2 separate regions of the Oryctolagus cuniculus genome follow, and region 2 is linked to region 1. The links are chromatin contacts, called in public Micro-C maps. All regions are on one chromosome and are shown on one strand. The core of a region is the stretch at or near the end of the contact, and the rest is flanking DNA. Distances in the headings are between cores, read along the strand shown.

What was found. Hi-C and Micro-C count contacts between places; a contact is called where the count stands out from the background.
Region 2: a contact with region 1 is called in a Micro-C map of ear pinna, with 4 times the contacts expected there. The contact joins the promoter of TNRC6B here to the promoter of RPS19BP1 in region 1. A contact is called at or near these places in 2 of 6 Hi-C or Micro-C datasets (ear pinna and psoas muscle).

The regions. Positions count from the first base shown.
Region 1 is chr11:115,762,310-115,765,009 of mOryCun1.1, reverse strand. It overlaps RPS19BP1 (ribosomal protein S19 binding protein 1), which reads left to right and starts at 1,318. Exons shown (of 4, transcript XM_051845871.2): 1 at 1,318-1,453; 2 at 1,578-1,706. The coding sequence starts at 1,402.
Region 2 is chr11:116,179,130-116,181,885 of mOryCun1.1, reverse strand. TNRC6B (trinucleotide repeat containing adaptor 6B) reads right to left here and starts at 1,287. Exons shown (of 25, transcript XM_051834078.2): 1 at 626-1,287.

The sequences.
Region 1 (2,700 bases), core at 69-2,568:
CCCCGCGGGGCGACGTGGGCGTGGGGGGGCAAGCGCTGTGAGAAACCACCTGGCCACGTCAGAAGCCGGACGCAGGCACCCGTCTGCCCACGTCACCGGGGCCAGGACCCCCCTAACCCTTGCTTCTCCTTTGGGGTCACTCCAGGCCTGGTTCACACCTCCGTCCCACCCTGCACCTCTGGGCCGCTCCCCTGGGTGGCTGGAGGGAGGGCCTCACACCTGCTGAGGCCAGGTTCTCTCTTTCTCTTGCTAAGATTTATTTTATTGACTTGAAAGGCAGAGTGACAGAGAGAGGAAGACAGAGCTCTCCCATCTCCTGGTTCACCCCCAAATGGCTGCAACAGCCAGGCCAAAGCCAGGAGCTCCATCGGGGTCTCCCACAGGGGCCCAAGCACTTGGGCCATCCTCCGCTGCCCTCCCAGGGGCATTACAGGGCGCTGGATCCGGAGCGGGGCAGCCGGGACCACTCTGGGATGCTGGTGTCGCCAGCGGCAGCGTGACCCGCGCACCCCAACGCCGGCCCCGGGCTCGGTCTAGATTCGCAGCCCGGGCAGCACCTCCGTTCCTGCCTGCGTACCTGCTCCCCAGGGCCGGGAGGCGAGGGGGCAGCCCCGCGGCTGTCTGCTGCCTCCCCCCACCCCCAAGCAGCTGACGGAGGGCAGGGCAGGAGGGGCTCTCCTGGGGGTCACGCGGGTCACTCCCCGTCCCACACTCTGCACCAGGCCACGCCGTCGCCCTGGAGGAAGCCGGCGGAAGCCGAGGTGCTGCCAACTTAACTCACGGCACCGAGGGAGCGGGGTCTCCCCCGTAAAGACCGGACTCGACGCCCGGGGACGCGGCGCCCACCCACCCCCTCTGCCCTCGGACAACCCCCAAGGAGCACGGCCGAGCCCGCACGCCCGCCACAGCTCCAGCCCACGGGCCTTGCCCCTTCGCCGTCGGCCCGCGAGGGGCCCGTTAGCGGAAGGGACGCAGGTTTGCAGTTCTGCAACAATATGGGGAAAAAACTCGGCCCCACATTTTCCTATTTCCTCAGAACTGGGAATGTCAACAGTCAGCCCCGCGCCGGACCTGCCCACTAAGGACAGCAGCCACGAGAGCACCGACACACAGCCTGCGCCTGATCTGGGCCGCTTCCGGGAGGAGGCGTGGCCTGGCGCGCGCGCGGCAGTGCTGGGATGGGATTGGACGACAAATGTGTCCCTCCGCGCCTTGGACCCGCCCCCGGCTCCCGCCCCTCCTCCGGCGCCTGCGGTAAGCCCTAACGCATGCGTTCTAAGGCCGTGGGCACTTCCGCCCGGCACTCCGGAACCCTCGGGTACGGCTCCGGTTTCCGGGGAGGAGACCGGAACAGCCGAAGCGGAAGTAGCGTGCGGCAGGTGGGCGGGGTCGGCCGTAGTCATGTCGGCCTCTCTGCTGCGGCGGGGCTTGGAGCTGCTGGCGGCGTCCGAGGGTGAGGCCGCCTTGGCTGGGGCGGGAGGGCGGCAGGGTCCCGGAGGTGGGGACTGACCCGGGCCGGGGTTAGCCCGCGGGATGGCGGCCCTCCGACCCAGGTCCGATCCGCGCCTCCCTTCCAGCCCCCCGAGCCGCCGCCGGCCAGGCCCAGGCGAGCGGGGCCCCGGACAAGCGGGCCCGGAAGGCGAAGGCGACCCAGACGCAGAGGCTGCGGAACTCGGCCAAGGGGAAGGCGCCCAAGTCGGCTCTGGGTGAGTTCGGGGCGGGCCGGCGCGGCGGGGGGCCCGTGGAGGGGACGACGGCCGTGGTCCGAGACGGGCTCAGAGTGGACGCCGAGAGCCGGGGGTCCTGGCGAGCCCGGGGCGAGACGGAGGAGGGTCTGGAAGGAATGGCACGTGCAGAGGGGCCAGGAGGAGGCTGGGGGCCGGCGCCCGCTGCTCCGCTTCGGATCCCGCTCCCTGCCGGGCCCGGGGGAGCGGCGGAGGGGTCCTGCACCCGCGTGCGGGCGCCTGGCTCCGCCCGGCTCAACCCAGCTGCGGCAGCCGTTTGGGGAGCGAGCCAGCCAGCAGACGGATGGTCTTCTCGCTGTCTCTCCCTGCTCTGTCATTCTCTCAAATAAATCAACCTTTGAAGAAGGTGTTTGACCTGAAAAAGATTCGTTTATTTGAAAGGCAGAGAGAGAAGGAGGGAGGGAGGGAGGGGGGAGGGGAGGGGTCCTGCAAACACCGCTCACTCCCCAGGTGGCCAGCGGTGCTGCTGTGGAACCGGCAGTCAGCCCCTCGCCCAGCCCTGCTCCGGCCCCCGGCCCCTCCCTCACTGCCCCCCACGCCAGCCAGGCGTCCTGCGGGTGGACTTGGCCTGGGCCTCCAGCACCAGCTGGGCGTGCGTGGACTGAGCCTGGGGGCCGCCCTGAGGGGGGAGCTCCCGCGTGCTGGAGGGCTGCAGAAGCCTCCTGACCCCTCTCCCGTCACTCACACACACACTCACACACGCGCGCGCGCGCGATCTTGTTCGCAGCAGCGACCCAAGCGATGTGGGAAGTCAGATCAGGCTGTCCCCTCCTGCCCGCACCCCGGGGCTCCCGTGCGGTAGGAACCAGAGGTCGCAGGCTGGCTGATGAGGCCCGCCCAGCCCTGGCCTCCCCGGTTCAGCCCCACTGCTAGGATTTGTGTAATTATTTGAGAGGGTGATGGAGATCTCCATCTGCTCGTTCACTCCCCAAATGCCCACCAGCCTGGGCGAGCC
Region 2 (2,756 bases), core at 38-2,537, 420 kb before region 1:
GGTCCTGGGGGTCGCCGGGCACCGCAGGCATTCCGGGGGCCACCAGGGGCTGAAACCCCTCCAGCTGCAAACTAACGGGCGCCAGGCCAAGGGGAGGCGGCCAACGCTCCCCGCCCCCAGCGGCCACGGGCGCGGGCTCCGGGAAGGCGCGCGGGGGGCTCCGGCCGGGGTCCGGCCCGGGGGCTCGTCCCGGCATCACGCAGGTGCGACGCCCCGGGCCCCGGGGCTCCCCCGGCCCGCGCCAGCAGAGGCGGCGCACCCCGGCGGGCCGCGGCTCTCGGCGCGACGCCGGGACGCGCGGGCCTCGCTCCCCAGGGCCCCCCAGCGACGGGAAGCGACCTCGCCGCGGCCCGCACGCCCGGAAGCCCTCCCCGCCTCACACCTGCCGGCGCGTGACGCGGGAGGCGCGCGCGCCCGGCCGCTCCGGGGCGCGCGGCCCTGCCGGCCCCTCGCCTCAGCCCCGGCCGCCGCGGCCGCCCCCGCGAGCGCTCACGCCCCCCGTCCCCGGGCCGCGCCGCGCGCTCCCTCGCGAGGACACGCACACGCCGCGCGCCCCGGCCGCCCAGCTCGGGCCGCACGGCGCGCGGGGGAGGGGAAGGACGGCGCGGCTCCGGTCCTCACTCACCGGCGAGCTGCGCCGGCTCCGAGTGCGCGGCGTTCCGCTGTGAGGCGAGGCGATGCGCGCGGTCCCCGCTTCTCCGCAGGCTACGGGGGCGACGTCGTAGGGGAACTTGAGGGGCGCGGGGGTCCCTCCCTCCCGCTTCACCTCCCAGAAGCACGGGGACCCCAGAAACTAAAAACAAAATAAACAAACTTTCCCCTCCGCCTCCCTCCCCCAAAACCACAACACAAACACTCGGGGGCCCGCCCAGAGTCCCATCCCATTGGCCGCAGGGAGGATGTTTCCGGCTGTCACTGGCTGGCTTTTGTGCCCGTCAAGTTGTCGTTCCGCCCCTCCAATTCCTCGCCGCTGCCGTCGCCCCTCATTGGTTAAGTGCTTCCCGTTTGACGAGCTAGGATTGGCTGAGCTACCTGCGCCAATCATGCGGGGACACACCCCCTCAGCATCCCAGAGGCCGCTTCCTCGGTTGCGGACCGAGAGAGGCGAAGGGGAAACTAGAGCATGATGGCGGCCGAGCTCGTTTGGCGCAACCATCGTCGTTTTTCTATTTTTAGCTCATGAGTGCCTCGCCCCGGCGCCGTTTCCTCTAACGTCCTCTCTCCATCCCGTACTGCCTAATAACGGAATCTATACGTGCCGGCTCCTTGATTTATCCCCTCAGAAGTGCTGAGTGTGGGCTGGTGGTGCGTCATTGGACGGTCGGGCTGCCACTCCCGAGCCGAGGCTGCAAGCTATTGGTGGAACGGCCAGAAAGCCCGGCCAGCAACAAGGGCTGAAGCCATTGGTTTGAAGCCACTGAGTTCTGTCCCGGCGGCTTATTGGGCGCCCGGCTGCGCCGGTCGGGTCCCGCTCGCTGCGCGGCCTGCGAGTCGGGTTCGGCCCTGGTGGCTTGGCACGTCTTGGGCGGCGGTAATGGCCGTCCTGGCGTGCCTAGCGTGCTGCCGAGTTCCTCACAGAGACGGCTTGGTCAGACGCGTGGGGGTGATGGCGCGATTGGGCTAGGACGCTCGGGCCGGGGGGCGCCCAAGGTCGCGCGGAGACGGGAGCCCGCGGCGCTGGCGCGGCGACAGAGCCCTCTTATTTCACGGTGCCCGGAATCGGACCCGGCTGCCAAGCCCAGGCTGTCACACGGCCGCCTCGCCGGGCACCCGGTGCCGCCGTCTCCTCTGGAAGCCTTGACTGTGGAGGGGTCGCCCCCGCCCCATCCTCTGTTCCGGCACCCTGAGTTGAACTGCCTTGATGCCCCCCTCCCGCCCCCCAGAAGTGCACGTCCACCTCTTTCACCGACCCGGCTTTCGCAGGTGGACATCGCGGCCATCCTCCCCGCCCGGCCCGCCAAGCCCCCTTCGCGTCCGTTCCCTGCTCATTCTTTGGAGAGAGTCGAGATCAAGAGCGACTCGCCTTGGAAATCAATAATGTATCGCGTGCAAACGGAAGAGCCCTTCCGCTCCTGGACCGCGTCCAGGGTGGCTGAGGCCGAGCGAGATGCCTGCTCCTGGCCACTGGCCACTGGGCGCTTTCATGGCAGCGAGCCCGCGTTCCAGGCAGGGCAGGGCAGGAGGCTTGGAGCCCGTTGCCAGAGCGCGAGCCGGCAGCCTCCGGGACCAACACGACCTGCAGGAGCAGGGCGCTGGAGGCTAGCCCGGGAAGCTGCGGCGTCGAGTGTTTCCCCTCCCCAGCTCCGCACCCTGGAGCTTCATCGGGGCTGTTGTGTAAGCTCAGAGGCGCTGCTTTAGCAACGAGACAACCGCTGTAGCCCACAATAAGGCTGCGCCTTGCGCGCCTTGCAGCAGAGGGATCTGAGGTAGCTCACAAACGTCCATGGGGAGGAAAGGACAGCTAGTCCTAGGGCAACAGCGAGAGGCAATTTTTTTTTTTTTTTGACAGGCAGAGTGGACAGTGAGAGAGAGAGACAGAGAGAAAGGTCTTCCTTTGCTGTTGGTTCACTCTCCAATGGCTGGCGCGCTGCGGCTGGTGCACCGCACTAATCCGATGGCAGGAGCCAGGTGCTTCTGGTCTCCCATGGGGTGCAGGGCCCAAGCACTTGGGCCATCCTCCACTGCACTCCCTGGCCACAGCAGAGAGCTGGACTGGAAGGGGGGCAACCGGGACAGAATCCGGCACCCCGACTGGG